Regions from separate parts of the Mus musculus genome. Here region 2 is linked to region 1. Evidence: chromatin contacts called from public Hi-C data. All regions are on one chromosome and are shown on one strand. The core of a region is the stretch at or near the end of the contact, and the rest is flanking DNA. Distances in the headings are between cores, read along the strand shown. Region 1 has its middle 28 kb from the start of Gm34858. Region 2 has its middle 44 kb from the start of Mir6420.

Region 1 (4,308 bases), core at 947-3,446:
TTCTGTACATTGGCAGGAAAGGTCAAACACAGAATGGCTTCCTACAGTGCCAAGGAGAAAGCAGGCTGGAGACTACAGAGCATTGTCTGTGGCCTCATCCTTCTTGTCTGTCCACATGCCAGAGGCGCTGTCCAGTAAATAAAAACAGACCACTATGAAGCAAGTACATCCATGGCTTTGCTCTGAGGGTACCACTGAAGCTATGGCTCCCATATCCCAGTACAAAAAAACCCACAAAGACAAGGCAAGGGCAAGGCAAGGGTACCCCTTTACACCAGAGGTTCTGATCACTTACATACAATTCCAGTGGTGTGGTGGTGAGGAGATCTTAGATCTCCTTCCCAGATGAAGGGAAGGGAAAACACAAACGCTAGCTAGCCTGCCTCATCCCACTGGTTCAGTCACTTGTGGGACTAGAAGACAGCTCAGAGTCTACCCAGTGAAGTTCTTGCTCCACAAGCAAAAGGACCCAAGCTTGGTTGGATGTCTTGAACCCACATAAAAAGTCGGGCTTGGTAGCTCATGCCTGCAATCCCAGCAGAGCAGAGACAGAAGTATCACCTCTGCTAGTCCGTCTACAGAAGTGGTTCTCAACCTGTGGGTTGCCACCCCTTTGGCAAACCTCCAAAAAATTCACATTACGATTTATAACAACAGCCAATTACAGCTATGAAGGAGCAGCAGAAATAATTTTTTTGGTTGCGGGTCACCACACTGTATCAAAGGGTCACGGCATTAGGAAGGTTGTGAGTCACTTCTCTAGCGCATCAGTGAGCTTCAGGCTCCAGGTCCTGTGAAGAGACCTTGTTCCAAAAGGAAAATGAGAGCAGAAGATACCTGGTGTTGACCCCTCAGTCCAACATAGCTTGCTTCTGAGTTAGCAGATTATGCCAGAGATATTTTTTTTTTCAGAAATCTAGAAAGCTGCACAGTGTGTGCATTTTCATCTGTTGCCTGGAAGCTGTTCTGACGGATAGAGGAATTTGAGACAGGTCGGGGCCAGCAAGGAGCTTCAAATCTAGTCCCGTCCTTCCTGCAGCAAGCAGCCTTGGCCTCATTCTGGGCAGAATTGTGAGCAAGCTGCTTTATGCCTTTGAATCTGTCCTCTGCCCTGGCTCCGGAGTCCATCCTCCACCCTGAATCCGGAGTCCATCCTCCGCCCTGGCTCCTACCTCCGTGGTGCCTCTCACCTTTACCCTCTCACACTGTGTCTCAGGAAACCACTTCCTCTGCTCGATTCTGCACCGTCCTGGTAGAATCGGAAGTACAAGGGAGAAGGCAACGGCAGCAAATGTTGCTGGGACTTCAGGGGAGACAGAGGTGTGGAAACAGGCATTAGATTTAAAAACGAGGGGCATGTGGAGCCGTGGAGCCTCATCACAGGCTGCTTTGGGCCTGAGGGACCGATTGAGAGGCAAAGAACCGAAGGCTTCAAGTGTGAGAAATCCAGCTGTGAGAAGAAGGTGGAGGGACTCTTAGATTTGAATTTGGAAGAGCCCTGAGCATTGAAAAGGAGTCATTTGCTCAAGACACGGGTTGGCCATACAGGAGAGAGAGGAGGCAATGCCGAGCGAACGATTTGGATCCCTGCTGGAGAAAATTCCAAGCAAGATGAAAAATGACTTCAGCCTGGCCTTTGGCCTGTTGCTGAGATCTAGGCCCGAGGACTGTCTCTGGTTACCTTGTCAAACTCAGCAGCACCATTAAGAAGGACACTGAGCAGTGGAGCCATTAAATAAATCTAAGAGAAATGGCAGCTCATCTGCATCTGAAGTTACACAGCTGAGAAAAGCCTCCCTGTGCTCTAATATGTGTGTAACATTTTCTTAATGTCCTCTGAGGTCTGTGACTAATATTATGATAAAGTACCATAAGCGTTTCTGGAAGTCATTTCCACATTCACATTATCCGTTTGATTTTCATTAGCCCAGGGACTTCTTTCCTCTAAAGATCGATTACATTTGCTCCACCTTTAATTGTTTAAAAAAACAAGCAGCTTCTCAAAGCAAGACATTTACAGAGGCATAAATTAGTTTGAACCATACTCAGAATTCTATGCTTTTAAGAGGATCAACAGAGACCCGAGCCAAAAGCATATGCCACCCGTCAGGATGATGGAGCATGGAGTGTTCCCAGCATCGAGCAATGATTCTGTCACAAAGTGAATGTTGGCCAAATGCATAAACAGAAGCTGGGAATTATCCATAAATGGATCTCACAGAGAAGAGAGAAGGCGCACACTCAGCACACAGGAACGCCAGCAGGCCTGGACAGCACTCCCTAGGTCCTGGGAATAAGCCCCTAGTCATGGTGGGGACCAAACATTTCCATGGTGACAATGTGTTGGACATCCATGTCAAATCCCGCTGAATGACAGGGAAAGTCTCCGATGCTGTGTGCCGTGTACGGAGTTCTCTCTATCTTTCTAGTAAGGACATCAGTTACTTAGTCACACCAACAGTGCTGGTATGAATGGACTCAAGTGTTTCAGGCAACACTGTTCCATGTCTGGGATGGCTGTGTGTTACATTAGACATCACATTCTGTTTTCAAGAGAAAAGTTTCTATTGGAATTCAGTGACGCATGTAACTGGTCATTCCAGAACATTGTGTTCTTTGATATCTGCAAATAACATCAGAGTGGGGTCACATTGCTTTATGGATTCGACATGATATACAACAGTAGACTTTATGTGTGTGTGTGTGTGTGTGTGTGTGTGTGTGTGTGTGTGTGTGTGTGTTAAAAGTCGGTCTGGAGATCTTGGGATGTAGCTCAGGGAAGAGTGCCTGTTAGCACGTGCAAAGTCATGGTTTTAATCCTCAAGGTGGGAGTGGGAGGGGGTGTGGGTATCCTGGAACCTACCTATACACAAATGAAGTTGGAATTCTCAATGCAGATAATCTAGGATTTGCTTAATCGGGAAAGATACAGGCCCTCAGGGCCCCCTAAGTGGGTGGGATGAGGAACATCTACCTTAGTCTTGGTATCTGAATAATTAGTACCCATGCTGCAAACTATTTGGAGATGTAGGTGGTGCAGCCTTCCCGGAGGAAGTGTATCATCAGCAGGGCAGGCTTTGAGAGTAAAAAGTCTCTGTACTTCCAGTACTTCCTGCTTAGGATTCAGGCTTTGAGCTTTGAGCTTGCTGATGCAGCTGCCTTGCCTACTGTAAGGTGTCTGGATCATAATGTTTTATCACAGTAACAGAGAAGTAACGGACAGACTGTCCCTCAGTGCACACTGTCCCTCAGTGCATACTGTCCCTCAGTCTATACTGCCCCTCAGTGCTTACTGTCCCTCAGTGCTTACTGTCCCTCAGTGCTTACTGTCCCTCAGTGCTTACTGTCCCTCAGTGTATACTGTCCCTCAGTGTATACTGTCCCTCAGTGCATACTGTCCCTCAGTGCATACTGTCCCTCAGTGTATACTGTCCCTCAGTGTATACTGTCCCTCAGTGTATACTGTCCCTCAGTGCATACTGTCCCTCAGTGCATACTGTCCCTCAGTGTATACTGTCCCTCAGTGTATACTGTCCCTCAGTGTATACTGTCCCTCAGTGCATACTGTCCCTCAGTGCATACTGTCCCTCAGTGCATACTGTCCCTCAGTGTATACTGTCCCTCAGTGCATACTGTCCCTCAGTGTATACTGCCCCTCAGTGTATACTGTCCCTCAGTGCATACTGTCCCTCAGTGCATACTGTCCCTCAGTGCATACTGTCCCTCAGTGCATACTGTCCCTCAGTGTATACTGTCCCTCAGTGCATACTGTCCCTCAGTGCACACTGTCCCTCAGTGCATACTGTCCCCCAGTGTATACTGTCCCCCAGTGTATACTGTCCCCCAGTGCATACTGTCCCCCAGTGCATACTGTCCCTCAGTGTATACTGTCCCTCAGTGCATACTGTCCCTCAGTGCTTACTGTCCCTCAGTGCATACTGTCCCTCAGTGCATACTGTCCCTCAGTATATTCTGTCCCTCAGTGCATACTGTCCCTCAGTATATTCTGTCCCTCAGTGCATACTGTCCCTCAGTATATTCTGTCCCTCAGTGCATACTGTCCCTCAGTGCACACTGTCCCTCAGTGCATACTGTCCCCCAGTGTATACTGTCCCCCAGTGTATACTGTCCCCCAGTGCATACTGTCCCCCAGTGCATACTGTCCCTCAGTGTATACTGTCCCTCAGTGCATACTGTCCCTCAGTGCTTACTGTCCCTCAGTGCATACTGTCCCTCAGTGCATACTGTCCCTCAGTATATTCTGTCCCTCAGTGCATACTGTCCCTCAGTATATTCTGTCCCTCAGTG
Region 2 (4,083 bases), core at 374-2,873, 160 kb before region 1:
GATCATGATCTTTTAATGCTGTTTCTACAATGCCCTTAAGGACTCAGTCAGACCTGCCCCGTGGAGGCCTGAGGACCCAGCACTGAAGGCAGGAGGACCCAGCCCTGAAGTCGAAGGAGGAAGGACTAACTTCCTATTTCCCCAGCCTTTGCTCTGTACTTCTGGGGTGACTGAAATCTGGACTCTGTTATTCTATTGTATTTGTTACCACATCTCTCTTTTTATTACAAAAAAAAAACAAAGAGATTTATTACAACTGGGTCAGGGAGATCCCCACTGTCTGATGATGTAGAGAACAGAGCCAATATTCTGACACTGTGTTTAGTGAATACACTTAAAGTTTCCTAACTTGTTTAAAATGATTGCATGTACATGTACATACATGCACACCCGATCCACCCATCTCATCTTCCCTCCAGATTTCCTCCCAATCACCTGGTTGTCTTCTTGGACACAAAAGCAAGAAGCATGTGAACTGTTCCCTTTCAAGCTTTTGTCTGCACACATGCACACACGCACACATACACACACACACACACATACGCATGCACGGTTTTCATAGAGCTGCTTCGTTATATAAGCGTCCTTTTTGTTCCTTTGACTCTTCACATAAAACTGTTAGCAAGATGACTCATGGCCTTCATAATTCACTGAAGGGATTTTCATGTTTAGCCTGGGATCAGGTTCCACCTCTGTGATTTAGTAGTTGTATTTCCTTGGACAATTAATTAACCTCCCTAGGAATCACTTCATCTCTAAATACAGTTGACAATATCGGCTCCTGCCGTCAAGAGTAATTAATGAGTACAGGATGCAAAGCCTTAGCGCTGGCATATACTAACTGTCCAATAAATTTAAGCTAAAAAAAATAATAACTTTCATAACATATAAATGTTTATGGTGGCATAGTATTCTATCAAGTGAAAAATAAAAGTTACTTTGAGGATATAAACAGCATGATATATGACGCAATGGTTATTATTGCAGTCATAATCTCTTTAAGTTCCAATTCCAGCCATTCGAGCCTGATGCTTCTCTATTATCCCTGAAAGTGAAAATGTATCTTGGCCTTCCTTCTCTCATCCTGAACAGGCACTTGTCAAGAAAGCTCATAAAAACACTCCCTTGCTGGTATTCATGGTGAGGCGGTGCTTCGGCTGCTTTCTGAGCTTTTGTGAAAGTCAGCCTCACACGCAGCATGAAGTAGATGTTCGGGACGTTTCCACATGGGAAGGATGTAGTTAAGGACCCAGTAAGTGAGTGTCAAGGATTTGCAAAGATCAAACGCGTGTTAGTAAGGAAAGCGGCTGCTTCCTGGGTTCCGCCTGAATCCTCCAGTTATGTGAAACTAAGGAAACAGGAAGAATGAATTTTGCTGATAACTTCAGAGCAGAGCCATTGTTTGTATGGAGAGTTCTTTTCTTTTCCATCACTGGAGCTCTGGAAGTGAACAAGCAGCACTGGTCCACATGACATTTCCCCCTTCAGTGTCTCTAAATAGGAGGGTGGCCACCCAGGTGAAAGAGCGGCCCTGAGGTTTCATAGGTTACGCTTTGTTTTGTTCTGAGGAGGAAGAGCTCTTACCGCATTGGTAGATTGGTAAGACTTCTTGATTGTAACATTGTAACTACAGAATTTCACAATAAACTCCCTCCCTCTCTCCCTCTCTCTCTCTCTCTCTCTCTCTCTCTCTCCCTCTCCCTCCCTCCCCCTCCCTTCTTCCCCCCTCCCTCCTTCTCTCTCTCCTCTCTCTCCCCCTCCCTCCCTCCCCCTCCCTTCTTCCCCCTCCCTCCTTCTCTCTCTCTCCTCTCTCTCCCCCTCCCTCCCTCCCCCTCCCTTCTTCCCCCTCCCTCCTTCTCTCTCTCTCCTCTCTCTCCCCCTCCCTCCCTCTCTCTCCCTCCTCCTCCTCCTGCTCCTCCTCCTGCTCCTCTCTCTCTCTCTCTCTCTCTCTCTCTCTCTCTCTCTCTCTCTCTTCTTTTTTGAAAATCCGAAGGGGAACAGAACTAATAGTAACTATTATCTGTAAACCTGAGCAGTTGGCTCCTCTAGCAGACACTGTGGGTGCTAGTTTGTGGTAGGAAACGATTTGAGACTGGGTGGCAGAAACATTATCACTCTGTCCCCCAGGAAAGGAACTCATCAAGAGATAGTAAACCTGGCTCATCAAAAGACTGACATCCTTAGTTGCATTGCCTCCTGCTGTGCTCCCTTAAGTCTGTCTCCCAAGGACAGTGTAGTCAGAGGAAGTGAAGTCATGCACCTGCACCTTAGTGTAGGAATTCTGGGAATGCAAATTGTCTGGCTTCCACCACTCTGGCAAGGTGGTGGCCTGTGATTATAAGTATATCATTATATATGCTTATATACTATATCCAATGTAAGGAGCGTGTCCGAAGACATCGGGTAGTTTGGGTGATAAACAGACATCAGAGGGTCAGGCATTTTGAATGTTCCGTAGACCCTGTGACTTTCTGTCTCTGAAGAGAGAGACACTCTGCGGCGCATGCTTCTCAGCCTGCAGGTGACAGCCCCGCATTTCCCAATCCCACCATGAAACATGAAGCCCTCCTCTCTATTCTTCATGTCACCAACACGCCCCTGGGAATGTTGAGCCCAGGAGACTTAAGGTGACAAGAGGCGTGTGGATATTTGTACACGCACGCACATGTATATGTTAATCATCACGTACTGTCATGACATAGAACATCACTTCTGGTATAGTTAGACGGGACTGTAACCTTAGAAAAGCTACTTTAAGCTTAAAGTTCTTTCTCAGAAATTTGAAAGCAGAAAGGGGACACATAGATAATTATAAAACGTCTTGGGCAAGAAAGTGCAATACAATGCCTTCATTATTATGCATGCAATTCTAAGGCAGAGTGCTGATTATTCACTATAACTGGACATATAATAAGATGGTCCATGTTTTCCAATAGTAATTACAGTCAGGTAGGGACAAGCAAACCTGCTTGTCAGTATCATCTTCAGAAGCCTTATCAACCTTAGACATTCCACACTATGAAGTATTCACTCTATCTTGTTAAATTTAACCATGGGTCAAATAGTGTATAGAGAAAATTAATAATCCATTGAGGTAACCATAGGCAAGATTTACATGACTGCTTTAACGAATGGTGGCTTTCTCACAGAATCATCCATATACTGTAGTTTTTCTGATATCATAGTCGAACGTCCTCAACTATGCTCACTGTACATTCTCACGTTCTGAATGCAATATGTCTGTCAGAGAATATTTAGAGACCAGGCTTAAATAACAAAAGAGTAAACATTGTTTTATTGGTTTGTTTAGGTAGCTGAAACATCATACCACAGACTGAGGGACTAATTGGAGATGCCTTCCACAGTTCTAGAACCAGGATTCCCCAAATCAAGCCAGAGCGAGCGTGCATGTGTGAGGAGATGGATGGAAGGGGAGAGGCAGACCCAGACCCAGATGGAGGCAGAGAGAGAGAGAGAGAGAGAGAGAGAGAGAGAGAGAGAGAGAGAGAGAGAGACAGAGACAGAGACAGAGACAGAGAGAAAGTCAGAGACAGAGGCAGAGACAGAGAGACAGAGAGAAGACAGAGAAAGTGAAGGGAGAGAATCAGGTAAAGACAGTGAAAAGACAGAGAGAGACAGAGAGACACACACAGAAGCCCTCTCTATGAACCTTCTTATGAACATTAATCCCACCATGAAGACCCCACTTCCATGACTTCATCGACTAACCCTAGTCATCAGCTAAAGTCCCACCTCTGGATAGCATCATTTTATCAGAAGCTAAATCTTCAACACACAATGCAGGGCACAGTAATATTCAGCCCACATCATGATGTTCACAGAGATACTCCCAGTCAGATGTTTTCATGTCACATAAAATCAAAAGTAAACTTTGTGACTTATATGATTTACAACTCACAATTTGCTTTTTACTTAATATTATTCTGAGAGTTTTTGTTATGTGATTGCACAATATTGTTGAATATATGAAAACTATTTTTAAAGTCACCAAAACACTAACCAGAGCCAAAGTCTATACCTCTCTATGAACCACTGCTCAGTTAGGGTGGGCATCCAGAAGCT

What was found. Hi-C and Micro-C count contacts between places; a contact is called where the count stands out from the background.
Region 2: a Hi-C map of uterus shows a contact between it and region 1, with 3 times the contacts expected there. The contact joins two enhancer-like sites. A contact is called at or near these places in 5 of 39 promoter capture datasets (the C10 cell line, HPC-7-derived erythroid cells, hippocampal neurons and 1 more), 3 of 15 datasets of contacts at CTCF or cohesin (embryonic stem cells, pro-B cells and stem cell-derived epiblast-like cells), 12 of 484 Hi-C or Micro-C datasets (8-cell embryo, CD4 single positive thymocytes, the G1E-ER4 cell line and 9 more) and 1 of 115 datasets of contacts at active chromatin or transcription factors (embryonic stem cells).

The regions. Positions count from the first base shown.
Region 1 is chr17:64,239,974-64,244,281 of GRCm38.p6, reverse strand. No RefSeq gene overlaps it. Among named protein-coding and RNA genes, the nearest start is that of Gm34858, 28 kb to the left of the region's middle. Within about 2 kb of position 2,196, at least 44 of the 459 cell types and tissues checked have an H3K27ac peak or open chromatin away from gene starts, as enhancers often do. A contact at or near this core is called in nephron progenitors and uterus, where this site is marked.
Region 2 is chr17:64,394,956-64,399,038 of GRCm38.p6, reverse strand. No RefSeq gene overlaps it. Among named protein-coding and RNA genes, the nearest start is that of Mir6420, 44 kb to the left of the region's middle. Within about 2 kb of position 1,623, at least 20 of the 459 cell types and tissues checked have an H3K27ac peak or open chromatin away from gene starts, as enhancers often do. A contact at or near this core is called in nephron progenitors and uterus, where this site is marked.